Linked DNA regions of Mus musculus: region 1 is linked to region 2. The links are chromatin contacts, called in public Hi-C maps. All regions are on one chromosome and are shown on one strand. The core of a region is the stretch at or near the end of the contact, and the rest is flanking DNA. Distances in the headings are between cores, read along the strand shown.

Evidence for each region. A called contact is a pair of places that touch in the nucleus more often than the background predicts.
Region 1: a Hi-C map of cerebellum shows a contact between it and region 2, with 1.5 times the contacts expected there. The contact joins two enhancer-like sites. A contact is called at or near these places in 7 of 484 Hi-C or Micro-C datasets (the HL-1 cell line, cerebellum, cumulus cells and 4 more), 1 of 115 datasets of contacts at active chromatin or transcription factors (stem cell-derived neural progenitor cells) and 2 of 9 other capture datasets (adipose tissue and pancreatic islet).

The regions. Positions count from the first base shown.
Region 1 is chr4:5,785,902-5,790,721 of GRCm38.p6, reverse strand. The region is part of intron 2 of Fam110b (family with sequence similarity 110, member B); the gene reads right to left. Among named protein-coding and RNA genes, the nearest start is that of Gm24337, 100 kb to the right of the region's middle. Within about 2 kb of position 2,446, at least 29 of the 459 cell types and tissues checked have an H3K27ac peak or open chromatin away from gene starts, as enhancers often do. A contact at or near this core is called in cerebellum, where this site is marked.
Region 2 is chr4:5,662,830-5,667,950 of GRCm38.p6, reverse strand. The region is part of intron 1 of Fam110b (family with sequence similarity 110, member B); the gene reads right to left. Among named protein-coding and RNA genes, the nearest start is that of Fam110b, 21 kb to the right of the region's middle. Within about 2 kb of position 3,555, at least 17 of the 459 cell types and tissues checked have an H3K27ac peak or open chromatin away from gene starts, as enhancers often do. A contact at or near this core is called in cerebellum, where this site is marked.

The sequences.
Region 1 (4,820 bases), core at 1,197-3,696, 120 kb before region 2:
GTACCTGTGCACCAGAAAAGACTGAATGTGCCACTGTAACAGGATGAAAGGTATGGATGCACCAGGAGAGACCGAATGTGTTCACTGTAACAGGATGAAAGGTATGGATGCACCAGAAGAGACTGAATGTGACACTGTAACAGGATGAAAGGTATGGATGCACCAGAAGAGACCGAATGTGCCACTGTAACAGGATGAAAGGTATGGATGCACCAGAAGAGACTGAATGTGACACTGTAAACTGGACAGAAGGGAAATGTTTCCAACCATGAGGAAAAATCAAGTCAAAACTTGAACCTCTTCAGGACCAGCATCCTTTCCATTAGTGATGATGTGTTTCTTCCCTTCTCTCTACAGTAAAATCCCTTGCCATCTAGAGTTTGGCAGATGAATTTCAATTACCCCCATCCCCTCTCTCTAAGTGTTGCCATTAGCAATCTGCTTCAGGCTATAAATAAAAATCACCTTCTTTTAACACCATTGAAACCTTTGATAACAGCCATTTTATTTTATTTTATTTTATTTTTTCACGATGATGACTGTCTTAGTTTACTGTTGTGAACAGACACCATGAACAAGGCAACTCTTATAAGGACAACATTTAATTGGGGCTGGTTTACAGGTTCAGAGATTCAGCCCATCATCATCAAGGTAGGAGAATGGAGGCATCCAGGCAGGCAAGGTGTAGGAGGAGCTGAGAGATCTACATTTTCATCTGAAGGCTGCTATCAGAATACTAGCTTCCAGGTAGCTAGGAATGAGTGTCTTAGTCCATGCCCACAGTGACACAGGTACTTCAACAAGGCCACACCTCCTAATAGTGCCACTCCCTGGGGGAAGCATATACAAACCACTACAATTTCGATACGTGTTATTTTTAGTTGATTATAGTCAACTTTTCAACCACAGTAATTCTCTAGGGAGATAGCTCAGTCAGTAAGCATAAGGACATGCAGTTGTTCGATCTAGAGAACATTGGTAAAAACAAAACAGCCAGGATTCTGGAGCCATCATTATCCTCAGCACTCGAGTGGGGAAAGAGTCTCTAGAGCTTCTTGATCAGCTAGCCCAGAGAAGTCAATGATTAGCCTCTATAAACACGCACGTGAAAACTTGCACACACATGTACATACAGCATGTGGATGTCTACAGATGTACTATGCCCTCCCCCCTCCCCTCAATTCTCTGGCCTTAGATTTCTATTTTGTTTTAGTTACATATTTTAACTTTTCATAACATAGGCAAATCATTTTCTCATGCTTTAGTTTTATGTAATTCCTCATATCTGGCTGGTTTTGACACATGCATTTTTTTTTTTTTTTACAACCAGAATATGGGAAGCTAATGTTGGGGCTAGTATGTAGATGCCAGGGAGGGTAGTGCTCACCTGTCAATATTTGAATAAATATGGGTCAGAGAATGGGATATCTACTCTGGTGGATCATGCATGGTCAGCTGATGGCCACAAAGATATACCATCAAACCTACCCGATGGTTCTGCTCAGTTTGGGAAAATTATTTAGATGTGGAGTTTATATACAGGGAACACGCCTTGTCTGAAAGCCTGAAATGCCCCTTACTTTTCCTAAGTGGTGACATGATGCTACATGTGGGAAACACACACCTGAAATGTGATTAGCTATGGTTAACAAGCAGGGGCATTCAAAGTACTGCACAACATTCCCTTCAGGCTGTGCGTATAAAGCATACACAAAACATAAGTGAATCTCTTGTTTTGAGTAGATCTTATCCCCAAGATATCTCATTACACACAGTCAAATATTTATTCCCTCACCCTGTCCCCACCAAACAGCAGGAATCTTACAGGTTTCTGGTACCAAACTGCTGAAATAATGGACTACCTTATTGCTGCTGCTTCTGTGGTGTTCCGAACTGAGCTATTCCGGAGGGAGTTTGCTACCCACAGTGTTCTCCCATGACATCAGGCAAGGAAAGAAAGCAGGATTCGTGGATCGAAGGTGGGGCTGAGGAGAATGCCTCAGGAGAACAGTAAGAGGAGAGCTGTGCTCAGAGCTTGGGTGTGCAACAGAAGGGCCACACAGGGAGCCTGACACAGCTCCTTTGGGGCTCAGAAGCCTGGGAATTAACTTGCAACTAGAATGTGGGCAGTCAAAGTGCTAGACTCTAAAACCAACACAACAAAGAGCAAGAGGAAGTAGCTGCCCTTGCACAAGTACAAAGATGAAATCCAGTCCAATGCAGGCAGGAGGAAAAAAGCAGGATGGAGCTCAGGGGAAAGGTTGCTGTGGACTAGGGGAGAGATGCAACTGTCTATCAGAAGCCTGCAGGGAGACTGCCTGAAACCCCAAATGAAGAAGCAAGGAAGCAGTGAGCACCCGTTAGTCAGGGTGAAGACCCAGCTGCTGCTTCCATTTGGCAAGCCAGAACCCTCTGAAATGTGGCATGAGCAGGAACAGCAGATGCCAGCAGCAAGAGCCCTGAGAGCCCATGTTGTCTTCCCTTATAAACACATTTTCTTTGGTGCACATCACATGTCTCCACAGGGCTTGCTCTGGATGTCAGAGGTGACACCTAATGACGAATGGCAAAGAGATTCAAGGAGGGAAGAGGGAGAAGAATTTTACCCAAGTCTCCCTTTTCCCAGAGGCTCTTAGCAATTCAAGATAGAGCTGGGAGAAGCAGCAGCTCACTGTACCTAGCCATGAGAGCGGAGCTCTCTTTGTGATGGGAAGGTAAGACCTTTCTGCCTGAAACTGAGATGAGGACTCTAAATTATTTAGGGACTGCAAAGGCATGTGTCACATCTGAGATACTAGTCAGGGGGACAAAGGAGAATTCAAGGAACTTGGGAAAAAGAATACATCTTTCATTTTACCTTCAGGGATCGAGGCCAGGAAACACCATGAGCCGCCCACCCCACCCCGACTCCCCTTTGCCTTGATGTTTGCATCTGGCTTCTGAGAACCACCTATGGTTGCAGTGCTTGGATCTTGTACTCACAGACATGAGGTACTCACTAGTCGGCCTGGCCTGACTACTTGCTGCTGTGGGAATGTGAGCACCCGTCAGTCCCTGAGCTTCTCAAGGCAATACTACTTAGCATGATGTGGCCAGCTCACAGGCTGCTGCTCCAATTCTATTACGTGATAGCTCAAGTGCTCAGTGTGACCAGACCCCACACTCATTCAGCCAATGCAGGCTTTGCATTAACTGCTGAGCCTTCTGTTCAGAACTTGGCACTGATAATCACCATCATTCTGTTTCAAGATAATAATAATAATAATAATAATAATAATAATCTTTAAAAAATTATTCCATCAACTCTCACATGGTAGAATTAGAACTATTTGTAGTAGTTCTGTGAAACTGGATTGCCTGCAGTTTCTGCCTAACCGGTCACCTGGATGCCCTCATTTTTTTTTTTTTTTTTTTAACTTGAGGTTCAAAGAAAATACGTGTTTTCAAATTTCAAAGCAAACAGTTATGTGAGCAAACTGGGCCAAAGCAACAAATGGAGCCATTATTAAAGATAAAATCCAGTCCAATACAGGCAGGAGGAAAAAAGCAGGATGGAGCTCAGAGCATGCTGGGTTCTACTGCTCTGTCCTTCGCCAAGGTCCTTTACAGAACATGCACACATGTGTCACTTTCACATGAAGTGAATCACCGTTAAGAGTGTCCACCTTTAAATGAACAAGCAAATGAAACAAAACAGAATCACAAACAAAGTCACATTTCTGGCTCATTGTTCTTCCTTAGTATAAGCAAGGAATACATGGTTATGAGGCCAGCAGCCTTTATTCAGGGGATCTGCCCTTTATCTGGGAGAATAGAAATAGATGCTATGTGTAGCTGGTGCCTAAGGTCCTGTGGAAATGCAATAACAAAAATCCTTAACTAAAGTGTAAAGTTATCAGAGTTCCTAATGAATAGTAACGCAAAGCCTGCATTAGCACAGCCATCCTGAATCAAACACAGAATGGGGCCACTGTCAAATGGTTTTGTTCTCTTCCCTTAGCTCTGCCTTTACCTCTACCATTGTGTGAGTCTGTGCAGAATAAAAGTCCAGGGCCTCTGCCCTCTGTGACAGATCAGTCCAGTCCCTTAGTTAGAAAGTGAGCTGCCTGCCCCATTACCTGAGCCAAGAATAGTTGTCTGCAGCAGCAATTTGGTGAATACTTGCCCCAGGAACTGGAGAGGAAGGGCAGGGCTCCTAAGGCCATCTGCAGAGGTGGCCAGGTCCCCTTTCAGGAAAAGTGTGGTTTCATGGCACACAAAGACCCCAGAGCAAGGCTCAGGACTGCTTGGATCTGGCAAGTTTTGTCCAGTTCTCTCTCCAACATTTATCTTATTTTTCTACATTTTGCATATCATTTTGCGTTTTCCTTTCACATTATTTGTGTACCTCACAGTAGCTTTGTACCCCAAGGCTCATAACATAAAAAATGATTACTGCTATAACACAGATAAGCAAAATACTTCTGCAAGAAATTTCTAATTCCTACTGTACAGCCTTTGGGTAAAAAAATAAAAGTTACTCTGAAATAAATATTACAATTTGTATTGTAAGAATCTGGGAAACATTTAAACTTGAAGGAGGAAAAATAAGGCAGCATTTTCTTTAGGAAGAAGGACCCAGTTCTTCATGAATACATCAGGCATTTGCTGTATAATGCTGTATAATGCTCTTTAAAAGTTGTCTACTAAAAATGTCTGCTTCTCCCAACACAGGGTTTTACCGTCCATCCCCTTAGCAGTGATCCCCTCATCACACAATGGGACTGCATCCTGATAAAGCCATTGGAAACTGAAAACACCACAAGGGGGAAAGGCATCAA
Region 2 (5,121 bases), core at 2,306-4,805:
CTGGGATATAATGAAAGACACACACCCAGGTTCATCCTGGGTCAAAAATTTGACCTGCAATCCCGACAGATGAAGCAGTGCCAGGAAAAGGGGAGAGGGTGAGCTTAACCCTTCCCACTGACATGTAGAGCACGCCAGCTGCTCCAGTTCCACCTTGACTGAATCCTGGTAGAAAGCCTGGAGCTGAACCCAGAGCAGAGCTCTGCAGCCCCTGCTGATATGCAAAGGGGGACTGAGGCCATCGCTATCACTAAGCTTTGAGAACATTCATTGTGCAACAAGGGACAATAAAAATTTTACTTTAACTTCTAGCTTTCTTTCCTCCCAGTAAAATCTTTTATCTGAAAGTATCTATTTCACAGATTACAAAACCAACCAAACTTCATCAAAATGGCATTAGGAAAGTTCTCCTTCCCTCCAGCCACACGCACCCAGGAGAAATCAGCCTTCTCAAATGCCAGCACTCACTGAAAGGCACTTACTTGGTTTGTTGTGTGAGACAGTCAGATTAAATGGGTCAACTACATAATTAAACCATAAAAATAGAATGGATTTAATAATGTAATAATAAATAGTTCAATATTGGGGGAGTTAAATTCATTTCCAAATAAAACTAATCTTAATTGTAGTATACACATTCATTAGATTTCTACTTGAAATCCTCATGATTTTGCAAAAGATTTGATTTGGTTCACTGAGAACGTTTTGGCATTAAAAACTGAGACAAAGTTCAGAGACTGTTACATATTTCCACATATTTAATTAACTTAATAGCATCTAAATCAATTTTTATTGGAATAAGAAAAAGTATTTCAAGCATTTAAATTTAACAGATCTATCTTAAAGTAAAAACCAGCTAAGCTTTCTGAAAATAAAAATAGCACCCTGCCAACTATTAAAATCCTAAGAAAAGGACTAGATTTTCATTGGATAATTTTGGCTACATTTAAAAGTACTTTATTAAAGTAGCAAACACTGTACAATATATTTTCTTTTAAAATGAAACTGAAGATAAGTGGTTTACTTCTGGGTCTCTACCATGCTTATCAAATGGCATCCCCCAAAGCAAGCCCTGACTGACACAGGATTCTAACTGAGAATAAAGGCATGTCCAAAGAAAGTATGTAAGAATGATTCTATTAAAGACAAAGGATCATCTATACCCATGGTGGTGATTCAGGCTGTCATCTCAGCACTGAGGAAGCAGAGGCAAGAGGATCTCAACTTAGAGGTCAGCTTGTGCTAAACAGAAAATTTCAGTCAAGCCTGGACTACTGAGCAAGGCTCTGTCTCAAAAAAAAAAAAAAATACCATATGCATGCATACATATATACACAAATGCATGCATGTATGAATGCATGATACTAAAGAATAGGAAGGCTGCATTGGAGATTCCCTTTGAGAAGGCTCCAGTCCTGGCAGGGGCTCTTCCTATCCCACACATCCTCTGCAAGGTTTTCATCAGGCCAACCACATCCAGACCCCTCCCTTCCCACCTGACAATCCCAACTGAATGCACCTGTTGTCCCAGTTTCAACACTGGCACCTCAAAGTCAAAATTTCATCGGGCTGTTTAGAATCACCAGCAAAGATATGGGAAACCCCAAGAGTCAAAAACTGGGACAGATGGGCAAGTCTGTGTTTGAGTTAAGCTCCGGGTGACACTGAACTTCAATGCAAAGCACTTGTCTGCTCAAGGCTTCCGAGTAACCTGTATACTAGAGAAGATCCCCTGAAATCCCACAACCCTAGTCTAGAAAGGAGGTCACTACACAAAAGCCTGGGGTTTTAAGAACTGACACCTCAGACCACAGGGAAGGTCACCTTGAACACCCTTTGCACAGAGAACTGGTAATCTGGCCTGCCACGTTAGCTCTGATAGTGTCAGTTTTGTTTGAGCCTCTTCCAAAATGGAGAACAGAAGATAAAACCGTGACACTTCCCAAGTGCACCAGGACCTTAATGCACAGTAGGTTAATCCTCACTCACAGGAGGCCCGTGGTCTAGTCCCAGTCACACGACAGGAAGAGGTGTCCCAGAACTGAAGGTAGCAGCGTCACCCCTCCGGTGCTGTGCTTCTAAGTGTTTATCAGTTTTCAGTGGTGTTAAAGAGAGAAGTGACCTTATTTCACAACAATGAGCCCCTGAAAGGGCTCTGAATAGACTCCTCCATTAACTCTACCATGGAATAGGCACAGAGCCTCCAAGGCCTGATGAAATCATCCCACAGAGAGAAGAAGAAAAGATGTGTGAGAAACAAAGCAGTCTCTGTAGGGAACGGACAAAGCCAAGAGGTACCAAGATGCTACAGTGTCTGTCTAGGAATGCAGGGCAGAAAGATGACTGTCTACTACACCGGGGGCTCAAACTTCAACCAACCCAGTCCCCTTTGCACACTGGCTCAGTCTGGACTGAGACTCCTCCAACCTCATATTAGGCTGTAATCTGCCTTCCTACCACTCTCCTTCCTGGATTCTGGTTCAATAATTTAGAGGACTTAGGTTTCACTCATTCTATCACCTAGAAAGGCCTTTCTGATATAGCTTATTATTATTGATGCAACCTAGGAAGTGCCAGGCTGGAGCAGTTCCCAAGGAGGGAGAGATAGTACCCAATATGTACCATAACCTGGCATGGGAGCCTAAGGACAGTTCGTTCTCTCTCTCTCTCTCTCTCTCTCATTCTCTCACACACACCATTCTGCTACTGCAGTACTTTTGGCACATCCTGATATGATATTCTTTTACCTACACAGGGCAAAGACAATATAACAGCAAGAATGTTAGCAGAAGAAATCCCTTCTGTAAGTACAGCCTCATACCTAAAGACAGAACACTAATTCCAAACATAGCCTGTAGGAAGGCATGTCCTATAACATCTCCAGTGTGGAGGCCTTCAAAATACAGAGTGGCCTAAACCAAATTAAAGGAGGGCACAGTCCAGGTAGACCAAAAGTCAGGGCCTCTGAGAGCCACTCTATTACAGCAAGCTCCACTGCATGAGCCATCAGACACAAGAACAGGTAAGATACTACCCAGCACATGTATCCACAGACCACTGTCATGTCCCAACAACTTGAAACCTGTCGTATCTCTGTACAATGCCTGTCATCTAAGCAGCACAACAGCTGGAGACCCATGATTGGGATTCATGGGTCCTAACTTCCGTAGGAATCTCTCAGATGCTTCTAGGTTTTTGTTTGTTTGTTTGTTTGTTTGTTTTTCAGATTTGGAATATTTGTACAACTTGACTAAGAGCATCTCAGGGACCAGGGTGCTTCAAAATCTCAAACTGTTTGAAAGAACAGATTTCTAAAATGTTCAGATTTTAGAAAATGTGTATTTGCAGAGGGTGGAGGGCATTGAATGTATGACAATAACCCTGAGAAAGTCCAGAGAATTGGAGAAATGCAAATGCATATCTATGGGGCCCTTCCGACCTAACCTGGTAACCTGATGGAACAAGAGAGACATGAAACCAGCTTGGCGTGGTCTGTGCTTAGGGAGACCATTCCGCCGGCAGTTACTACTACTCTGCCTTCTGCTCATCCAGGGCCATCTGCTGAGCAGAGCGCTGCCAAGAACACGGAGTCAAGGAATTGCAGAATCTTGCATGGCAGGACTCAGGAGAAACAGCAGGCCACAGAGGTGAAGCACATGCTGTCTTGGGTTTTCCTTTAGCAATAAGGAGTACAAGAGAAACAAGGGATGGACAGTATTATGGCTTTAGGCTAAGAAATAGAGAAAAATTATGATTACAGCAAATAATTTGTATAAAAAGTGATAGGTACTTGTCTTAGTCAGGGTTTCTATGCCTGCACAAACATCATGACCAAGAAGAAAGCTGGGGAGGAAAGGGTTTATTCAGCTTACACTTTCACACTGCTGTTCCTCACCAAATGATGTCAGAACTGGAACTCAAAAAGGTCAGAAAGCAGGAGCTGATGCAGAGGCCATGGAGGGATGTTACTTACTGGCTTGCTTCCTCAGGCTGGCTCAGCTTGCTTTCTTATAGAATCTAGGACTCCCAGCCCTGGGATGGCACCAGCCACAGAGGGCCCTTCCCCCTTGATCACTAATTGAGAAAATGCCTTACAGTTGGATCTCATGGAGTCATTTCCTCAACTGAAGCTCCTTTCTCTGTGATAACTCCAGCCTGTGTCAAGTTGACACAAAACTAGCTAGTACAGTACTCTTTTGCCTTTTTTCAAATTGTTTCATATCTTCAAACCTGGGTGTATTTTCACACTTAACAGACACTTCAGTTCAGAAAAGCAACATTTTCCATGCCTGGCGAGCAGGGGGCCAGTGACCTCCCATAGCATGCAGTACAAATGTGAGCTGAAGGTGCTTCCGGGAAAGATGAAGGCATTCACCTCCACAGCACCTCATCTTCCACCCTCCGTAATCTCTCGGGATGTACTTCCTCTATCCCAATGGCAAGCTCCTTCCGCATATTAGTCATTCAGACCATCTTCCCTGCTCCACAACTGCTCCAGGACACTGTTCCTCATTCCCAACTGCAGACTCCTTCAGCTCAGGAGCAAGTGCTCGCCCTGACCTGTGATAAGTCCCACCCACACAACAGCAGAGAGTTAAGTCTGAAACAGCCAGCCAGCCGACTCAGCTGGATCCACCATGACTGACATTCTCTGTTTATTGCCCAGCTAAAACGTATTTTATGCCTCTGCGTTCAGGCTACTCAAGCATCATGAAGACACGATTGCTTCCTTTGTTCTTTTTATCAGAACACTGAAGGTCAAAGAAAATTAGAGCAGAGACATTATAACGGGAGGCTTATAGAATGATCAAGGAGCATAAACCAGAAAGGAAGCAAAAACGAGCCTCAGACGAAGGAAAGCCAAGTGTGGAGGCAGAGGTTGTCAGAAAGAGGGCTGCAGATGCAGGGCCCAAGCCAGGGAAGAGCAGTCAAGTACTTGCTACTTTGTTTGAAGCACAGTCCAGGGCTTTGAGCAGCCAGAAGTGCAACTGGATGGTATCTCAGCTGACTCGGATGTGAGTACAGCAGAGGCAGGAAGACAAGAAAGGGAAAGATGTCCAAGGTGGAAAGAAGGATGGGATACCCCAAGAATGCAGAAAAGACCTGGGAAGGGCAGAAATG